Regions from separate parts of the Mus musculus genome. Here region 1 is linked to region 2. The links are chromatin contacts, called in public promoter capture Hi-C maps. All regions are on one chromosome and are shown on one strand. Each heading gives the region's core, a stretch centred on a gene start, on an enhancer-like site or on the middle of the called end of the contact. The rest is flanking DNA. Distances are from core to core; before and after follow the strand shown.

Region 1 (4,515 bases), core at 350-2,849, 280 kb after region 2:
TGCCAATAGCCTGGACACCTGGTCAGTGTGGCAGCTGAATGAATGGACTGTCTAAAGATCCTTGGGTGGGAACAAGGACTCAATGGAAACAACTTGATGTCTAATGGGGACATATACTGGTTATTTGAGTGGAGATTGGGAATTCATGACCAGCCTTAAAAGAACAATGTTGTTCTTTTAAGATCTTAGGGGACTTCCTTCGCTGGGAACAGTAATTTTCCTTCCATGACACTGAACTCACTCCCATGCAACATGTTAAGTCTGCATACTATGTACTCTCTCATCAATGGCTTTATTGAAGGAGAGAACATGGCTCCAACAGGAACTGAAGATGGTACATCAAATGACCTGCTAGTGGGATGACACTATTTGACTAGGGCGCATGCACATCAAACCCTGCACTTGCAGCAGAAGGAAGTGCCCTGCAGCAGTGCTGAGGGACAATAAGCTTGGCTGTAGAGCTGGACAGGACAGCTTCCTGACTACCATGCTTTGGTGTGCCAGCCATTCTTCCACCTCTGCTCTTTAGAGCACACATCTTGGGGTTGCTTGTAGCTCTGTTCTTCCAGTGGCCCAAATGGGAGCTCTGACCCTGCCTTGGTGAAGAAGCCTCCTCTGACGCCTTCCTTTAAGGAATACCAATGGTGGCTAAAAGAAACAGGGATTCCAGATGCTCAGTCCACTCAGTACTAGCAGGGCCACCTGATCATTCATGGTAATGGGAGACACTACCAGAACTGTCAGGTTTGTACAGAATGTGATTACCCTTACTGGGCTGCAGTGGTCAGTAAAGTGAATGAGATGAGGTCATGTTCCATGTGGGATAAACATGGTTAGTAGACTGCACCAGGTGATGGGGGAAAGGAGAGAAAAAGATGTGAGAGGGGAGGGGACCAGGAGAAGGGACCAAGAGCGAAGAGAATCAAGATAGCCAAGAGAGCAAATGGCCAAAAATGGCAGGGTTACATAGGAAAGAGAAGCTTGCAGAAGAGTAGCCAGGGCCCCAGGGAGGAGATGTTTAGTTCAGGGGAGAGGTGAGAAAAACTGAGAAGAGCTACAGGTACTGATGGAAGATAGAAGCCAGAATGAATTTTGGTGTGCTAATAGGTACCACAGTTAGCCAGTTGCTTCTTTGGAACCCAACATAAAGGACTTTTTTTCCTCCTCCTCCTCCTCCTCCTCCTCTTCCTCTTCCTCTTCCTCCTCCTCCTCTTCCTTCTCTCTCTCTCTCTCTCTCTCTCTCTCTCTCTCTCATACATAGGTGTAGCTAGAAACTGGAGCACTGTGACCTTATTCAAGGGGCCACAAAGGTGCCTCTACACCCCCATGCACACACCTTACAAAAAAGGATCTCTAGCATTTTTGCAGTCTTTCAGTGGAATTCAAAAAGGAATCATTTGATTGGTAATGAGAATGTTTTTCCTCTCGGCTTTTCACAGCTCAGGAAGGAGTAATTTATCAAGTACTCTGCTTGGAGAAGTAGAGCATAGCCTGGAATGGAGGAACATGGATCCCTGTGGGCGCTTGCAATCTTCTGCTTTCATTTTGTCAGTCATGCAAGCACAGTTTTAAGTACTCACCAGGGGAGAAAAAGCTCTCTTCCCAGCTTGTGCTTGCCAGTAAGACACTCTCCTTTCAGAGTCAAGGCTGCAGCTGGCCTTGGGAGCTTCTTCCTAGGTCTCTAGCAAGTGGAGCCAGAGCTGCTACAGAGGAGGTAAGGGCCATGGGCAGCATCCCAGGAAGGTGGTTGGCAAGAGGGTGGGAGACCTCTCTGCACGTCCTCCTGGGACCTGCATGCTCTCCCCATGCCTCACCCTCACCCTAGTTGTGACACCAGACCAAGAAAGGCGATGTGGTTCCCCAGCCACATCCAAAGCCAAGCCTTTGGCCAGAGGAAGGAAGGCTGTCCCAGTCATGGTTTTGCTTTTGTTTTTCCCCTCAGCTTGCTTTTTGAACCTCTATCTGAGAGGACAGTGCCCTGCTGCTCCATAGCTTCAATCCTGGCTGCAGGGATGGAGGTTGGGAAGGAAGCTGGTGAGATCCTAGATCCTCAAAAATGATAACTGGATGTAGCCCTGGTAGCTAAACATCCACAGATACACAGCTGTGAATGGCCTGTACTTGGACAAACTGGAGTTCTGAGTTTAGGATCCAGATGGATTAGGAGTGAGTCCCAAGCAGGACTTGCTTACCCACTTCAGGGACCAGCTTCCTTCCAAATAGACACAGGAGAGTGTCTCTCTTCCCTGTCACCCATAGCCTGACTAGGGAGAGTGAGTGGCAAACCCAAATTTGCATATTTCATTCCAGCTGAGACTAAAGCCTTGACCTCAGGCATGGAGGACTGTAACCACTGAGAACTAATATGATAACATTGTTATCTTACGAGAATTCTCCTGTATGCAGAGTAGGTCCATATGGTTTTCTGGATTCATTGCACAGATGAATTCGAACCTGACATCCCACAGGGAGAGAGATGTGTGAGCTCCAGACAGAAGGCTGTGTAGTGTGGGCACTGTGCCAGGACCACCAGCATAATTTCTCCTAAGACACACCTGTCTAGAAAGTTAGAGCCATAAGACAACCTTGGCCCTGGGCCATGTCACTGCTCATATCTGGCCCCAGCTTTGTGTGCCTAGAGGAGTATTCTTGCCTCTTTGGAAAAATTGGAGGGAGCCGGATTAACCTACTGCAGGTGCTAGGGGTGGGTGGCAAAGCTGTGATAGGTGTTGGTAGTGTTGTAGCTGGCAAAGCTGATCTCCTGTCTGTTGCAGCCTTCACCATGGAGCAGCTGAGTTCAGCGAACACCCTCTTCACCTTGGAGCTGTTCCACACACTGAAGGAAAGCAGCCCCACAGGAAACATCTTCTTCTCTCCATTTAGTATTTCTTCTTCCTTGGCCATGGTCTTTCTGGGAGCCAAAGGCAGCACTGCAGCCCAGCTCTCTAAGGTTAGCAGAGGCCAAACTGGCCAGCTCTCCCTGCCATATCTCTGCTGACATGGTGCAGTCAGACTTTCACAAAAGCCCTCCCCTCCTCCTAATCCCTCTGCTCCTTCCATCACTGCCCGCACCACCCCAACCCCCCAAAAACCTTCAGTTATTCATTCACCGGCAGCTTCGAGTGAACATAGGGTAGTGTCTCTGTTCACTTGGGGAAACAGAGTGAAGAAAAACAAGGACAAGACCTGTGGGCTTTGAGTGCCTCCTACTTCCATGAGTAAATTGTGTAAGCCCTGCACTTCCTCAGAGCTATGGGTTTCCTGTTTTCCTTTTTGAATGGATCATCACTGTTTATGAAACATGCCTGTAATTCAGTGTCTGTTAGCAATTCCTCTAGGCTCTGCCCAACAGTTGCCTAGCAACAGCCAGATTTGGAGCCTGGCTCCAGTGTAAATCTGTTGGGCTCTTGGCTCTTGTGCCCTCTCCCTCTCCCTCTCCCTCTCCCTCTCCCTCTCCCTCTCCCTCTCCCTCTCCCTCTCCCTCTCCCTCTCCCTCTCCCTCTCCCTCTCCCTCTCTTTCCCTCTCCCTCTCCCCACCTCTCTGTCTCTCTTTACAGTGTCTCTTCCCCTTTCTTTCTCTCATCTCTCTCTTTCTGTCCTTCTCTGTCCCTCTTTTTCTCTGCCTCTACCTCTTTCCAAATCTCCCATCTGCTCCCTGGCTCCCTTCCCCCCTACACTCCCTTTTTTATTAGGATTGTCACATGGCTAATACCTACTGGGGAACATATTGACAGGGATTGCTGCCACTCTTTTATAAAACATAACAATGCTAACTTCAGGCATATAGATATGGGAACAAGCTACAGGAGGCAGCTTGGTGGTGGTACCCATTGTAGGGACAAGGTAAAAGATAGCCATTTGTCTGTGTTTCCAGGCTTAACCCTGTGCCTTTCTCCAGCCTGATTTGACTGGCTGTGGGTCTGCAGGATTAGCAATGGGAAAGTAAAAGTGGCCTGGTCAACAGAACCTACATCCTCTCACCCCACCCCTGGGAGACAACAGGTCACCTTTGCCCCCCTCCCCATTCTTCCTTAATGGGTGTGGGGTGCTCTCGGTGTTCCTTAATTCTGAGAGGACAATTCTTGCCACCTTTGGAAGTCTAGGCAGGAGTGGGCAAAGTGTTTCCTTATTGATCTGCCTGGCTACTTTGTACCTGCTGCTTATTGCTTCTCATAGGTTATGTTTGCTTCAATGTTAAGGTTTTACTGCTGACAACTTCAGGAAACAATAATGTTAATGTCCTTTCCTCCCCATTTCAGTGCAAGTGCATTCTAACAAGCATATACCTCAGAGATTAGCACAGACTGTGGACCTTGTATGCTTTTTTGTATTTTGTGTTCTAGAAGTGAGTAACCAGCCCAGACCTCACACAACCATCAGAGGCCTCTTGACATACAACAGACGGAAGAGGAAATAAGCTCTCACCAGGATAAACTTATGGAAGTTATTTCTCTAGGGAATGAGGTGTGGACCTCAGTAAGATAACCAAAGAAGAAGGCCTCAGTCAGTCCTACA
Region 2 (4,815 bases), core at 760-3,259:
CTGCTCTTCCAGAGGTCCTGAGTTCAATTCCCAGCAACCACATGGTGGCTCCCAGACATCTGTAATGGGATCTGATGCCCTCTTCTGGTGTGTCTGGAGAGAGCAACCGTGTACTCACATAATATATATATACATATATATACATATATACATATACATATACATATATATATATTTACATATATATATATATATATATATTTAAAAAAAAACGCTCCCCAATCATCTCTGATTGGGTAATAACAAGCTGACCAGCCTGTGGCTGAGCAGAGGAGATAGGAAGGCTGGACTTCTGATCTCAGCCAGGTAGAGAGAGAAGGAAGAGAGGGACAAGAAGACCAATGTTTGCCATGAGGTTGATATGAAAGAGCAGTCATGAGGACACACATGGACCAGAGTGAGCCAGGGGAAGACCAGATTGGCATGTTAACAGGGCATTTGTCTGGGTATTATCAGCCTTAGAGGGTTAGAATAGCCCAGAATGGTCCAGCTTAGGCTTGCTTCTTGTTATTAAACTTAATAGTTCTTTGTGTCAGCTATTTGGGAGCCAGAACGGGAACAGATGAGTTCTACACTTAGGTATGTAACAGAATTTGTAACTCACGTCACATTAGCTATTGCCAGTTTACTTCATAGCATAAGATAACTAAACCTTCAGTGGGAAAACAGTAAATAAAAAGTTTCTACTGTAACTTGCTGTATACTGTTGGGTGGTAAAGTAAATACACACTCAAATTTTGACAAGATTCATAAGTCTTTGCTTTCCCTTAACACATTTAATTTCTGATTATCAGCAATAATCAATTATAATAAAATTTTGATGTTTTTGGTAGCCCCCAGGTACAGGTTGAGAATTCCAGCCTTAGCAACTTAACAAGTCACACTCCTCTCAATCTACCTATATGTATTTAAATATTTTAAAAGATGTATTACATTTATATTTACATGTTTTGCCTGCATGTATGACTGTGCATTACCTAGGTGTAGTGCCCCCAGAGGCCAGAATAAGGAGCCAGATCCTCTGACCTGGTGCTGCAAACTGAAAGAGGAACCTACAATAGCAGCAAGTGCTCTTAACTACTGAGCCACCTCTCCAGCTCCTTTTGCATCTTTCCAAGGAGTAACTTACAGAAAAGCATAATAAAATCATAAGCAGTAATACATGGATGTAGACTACCACACTAACTTTTTAAATTTGCTTTTCAAAAGTAAAAATACAATTTTGTATTATGTAGCCCTGGCTGACTTGGAACTCAAAATGTAGACCACGCTGGCCTCAAACTCTGAGATCCACCTGTCAGTGCCTCCTGAGTACTAGTATTAAAGGTACACAGCACTACACCCAGAGAATATACATTTATAAATGCCTATTGTACTCATTTCCTGCTCCTGTCTGCTGGAAATACCTTTAAGGACTGCCTGCCATCATTTTGTTATTGGGATACAACGGTGATTTTCAGTTTACGACTATTATATCAGCTAGAGATAACTATTAAGCAAGTACTTTGGGCGACAGGTCCTAAAGTAAAATTAAGGGGCACAGGGGAGGGAATCCCTTTTATTGCATTTCCTTGAGCAGCCTTCGGAATTGAACTTTGTCTACCTGTGTAGCTCTTGTGTGTTTATGTCGAAGCCCTTTCTCCAGCTTCCTAGGCACTTCTGGGGTATTTCCACTTCGTTTTAGTTTTATTACAAATATTCTCCCTGATGACAGCATTTCTAGTTCCGCACCCAGAAGGCCAAAATCCTGGAAAGCCAGGTTCCCAAGTTCCCTCCGCTTGGGTTTTACTCGAAGGCGGTTGTTTCCGGTACTGAGCAGGCATGCGCACGCGCACCACGCCTATCCAAGCAGCGCCACAGAAAGGCTCTTCCCAGGGACCGAAGAAGACGAGAGGGCCTGTTGTGACGGAGAACTACATTTCCCAAAGTTCAATGCGAGAAATTGCCGGCGGCGATTGGGGGCATCGGGTTGCGGAGTCTTCTGCCCGCTTTGGACTACACTTCCCGACACGACTCGCGAGGCGTTGCCAGCTGCGGGCCGAGGGCGAGTTGACGCGGGAGCTCAGGACGTGAGGCATGAGCGGCGCCCTCCCTCGGCCCGTGCGTGTCCTGCTCCCTACCCGCGCGAGGGTCGCGCGGCACCGGGCCTAGCGGCGGGCATCGGCGTTCTCAGGGGCAGGTGCAGCCGCACGGGCGCCAGGGAGGGCAGCTGCCACCATGGAGGTGAGCGGGCCGGAAGACGACCCCTTCCTGTCGCAGTTGCACCAGGTGCAGTGCCCAGTGTGCCAGCAGATGATGCCCGCCGCGCACATCAATTCGCACCTGGACCGCTGCCTGCTGCTGCACCCTGCGGGGCACGCGGAGCCAGCGGCCGGCTCTCACCGCGCTGGGGAGCGGGCCAAGGGGCCCTCGCCACCCGGCGCCAAGAGGCGTCGACTGTCGGAGAGCTCGGCGCTGAAGCAGCCCGCCACCCCGACGGCGGCCGAAAGCAGCGAAGGCGAGGGCGAGGAGGGCGATGACGGCGGCGAGACCGAGAGCCGTGAGAGCTACGACGCACCGCCCACGCCCAGCGGTGCGCGCCTTATCCCGGACTTCCCGGTGGCCCGCTCCAGCAGCCCCGCCAGAAAGGGTATGGGGAAGAGACCAGCGGCTGCAGCCGCCGCAGGCAGCGCATCCCCGCGCAGCTGGGATGAGGCGGAGGCGCAGGAGGAGGAGGAGGCGGGGGTGGACGGCGATGGCGACGCGGACGTGGACGGTGAGGACGATCCCGGGCACTGGGATGCGGACGCCGCCGACGCCTCGTTCGGAGTCAGCGCGGGCCGCGCGCATCCCCGGGCGCTGGCGGCGGAGGAGATCCGACAGATGCTGGAGGGCAAGCCGCTGGCTGACAAGATGCGTCCAGACACGCTGCAGGACTACATCGGGCAGAGTAGGGCCGTAGGGCAGGAGACTCTGCTCCGCTCGCTACTGGAGGCCAATGAGATCCCTTCGCTCATCTTGTGGGGCCCGCCAGGTTGCGGTAAGGTGAGTGCTGCTCTTGCTGTTTTTGCCAAGGGCCGCGGAGGTATTCTGAGCCGGGTGCGGTCCTTAGATTCCGGACCCCTCCTCTGGAGAGGGAGGCCTGGGGGCGCGGTCCTGATGCGTGAGCGGAGTTTGTAATACGCAAGCAAGCATGCCATTTCCCCAGATTCCCCAGACCCCTTGTTGGGCGTTTTTCACAAGAAAATGCCCAATTTTCTTGGTTTATGCAGAGATGTGGACAGAGATTTGAGCTATCTTTGTGGTCATATCCATGATTTTTAGTGACCCAATTCCAGGCAGGGGACATGCTGCAAACATTGGGGAAGAAACATTTTGTATGCTCCATTTGTTGTGGAAAACTAATTAAATTTTTTCTATTATACTTGACCCCCTCTCCCACTAATTGGCTTATTCTAACTGGTTTTTGGAACTAATAGAAGTCTCTCTTCTGTGATTCGTTTTCAACAGGCATTTCCATAACTTTCCCATACCAACTGCTGCTTGAGAAAAGCATCAATGTTCTGTTTTAGCCACAGCCAGAGGAGACTGGTTAGAATACCGTGGGTTTAGAGAACAGGTCACTGGAAGAATACTTGAGAAAATGTGGTGAAGTGACAGTCCTGCTCATAGGATACCCGGACCGTCCTGTGGACAGTCAGGAAAGGGCCCAGGATTATAAAGAGCTCTTCTCAATTTACGGTTCAGACTGCTTCATTCACAAGCACATTCCTGATGCTTATCCTGTTTTCCTTTGCAGCTCCTCTCAGCCACACCTCTTTATTTGCTGGAATACATCATTCCTTTTGTGTCTGCTTGTACTCATGTTCTCTCTGGCCAAGCATAAATCACATGTACCCAGATAACATTTTTTTTTTAAGCCCAGGCCCTTGCACTCTACTCCACCATTGAGCTACACTTCCAGCTCTCAAAATAACATGCTGATTGCTTAGGGTGCTGACTGTTAGCATCTTGCCCACTCCTCCAAGATTTAATGGTAGTTACTCCATTTAGGGGTTCGGTCAGTAGCATTGGTAGCAATTCTGACATCTGTGTTACGACATGGAAATAGTCAGCTATTGATGCTTGTAAGCTTTGAAAAGGTCTGCAGGGAAATGACTGGTGAGTCATGGAGAATTGAGTACAAGAGATTTACTAGGCCAAGGCTTCTCAGTGAGGCATGTGGTGATAGTTACAAGCCTATATGATGGGGGAGCCTAATTCCAAAAGGCACAGGTAAGCTGGGATTTATTACCAGGCCGCCAGTGTCTAGTAACACTCAACTGTACAATTTCCAGAAAATAAAGTACTACCTTTCTATTCAGGGATAATTTGTCATTCGGCAAGCAACCTTCTCTCTCTCTCTTATTTTTTTCTTCCCATTTTAAATATTGAATTGCTAACAGTAGTATTAGTAGTGTCAAATACACATTTATTGAGCGGTGCCAGATATTGAATTAAGAGTTTTCTTGAGGGCCTGAAAGGTAGCTCAGTAGTTAAGAGCACAGACTACTCTGCCAGAGGACCCAGGTTCAATTCCTAGCACCCACATGGTGCTAAGCACCTGTAACTGCAGTTCCAGGGGATCCAGTGCCGCCTTCCAGGAGAGCTGACAGCCTCTCTTCTGACCTTCCAGGGCAAGAGACACACACATAGTGTAGACATTCATGCTGGCAAAACACTCTTATTGCATAAAACAAATTATTATTATTTTTTAAAAAGGTTTTCTTGAGTCTTTCCTTTGTTTTCTAAGTACTAATAAGATCAAATTGCTCCTTTTAATTTCCTTGTAGAGTG

What was found. Promoter capture Hi-C pulls out the DNA fragments that hold promoters and counts their contacts.
Region 1: a promoter capture Hi-C map of pre-B cells shows a contact between it and region 2, with 5 times the contacts expected there. The contact joins the promoter of Serpinb1b here to the promoter of Wrnip1 in region 2. A contact is called at or near these places in 14 of 39 promoter capture datasets (3T3-L1-derived adipocytes, the C10 cell line, the HPC-7 cell line and 10 more), 2 of 484 Hi-C or Micro-C datasets (CD8 central memory T cells and Th1 cells), 4 of 115 datasets of contacts at active chromatin or transcription factors (effector CD8 T cells, epiblast stem cells, memory CD8 T cells and 1 more) and 2 of 9 other capture datasets (adipose tissue and liver).

What each region holds. Positions count from the first base shown.
Region 1 is chr13:33,082,504-33,087,018 of GRCm38.p6, forward strand. It overlaps Serpinb1b (serine (or cysteine) peptidase inhibitor, clade B, member 1b), which reads left to right and starts at 1,600. Exons shown (of 7, transcript NM_173052.2): 1 at 1,600-1,714; 2 at 2,775-2,950. The coding sequence starts at 2,783.
Region 2 is chr13:32,800,021-32,804,835 of GRCm38.p6, forward strand. Wrnip1 (Werner helicase interacting protein 1) reads left to right here and starts at 2,010. Exons shown (of 7, transcript NM_030215.3): 1 at 2,010-3,024. The coding sequence starts at 2,218. It also overlaps a transcript of Mylk4 not described here.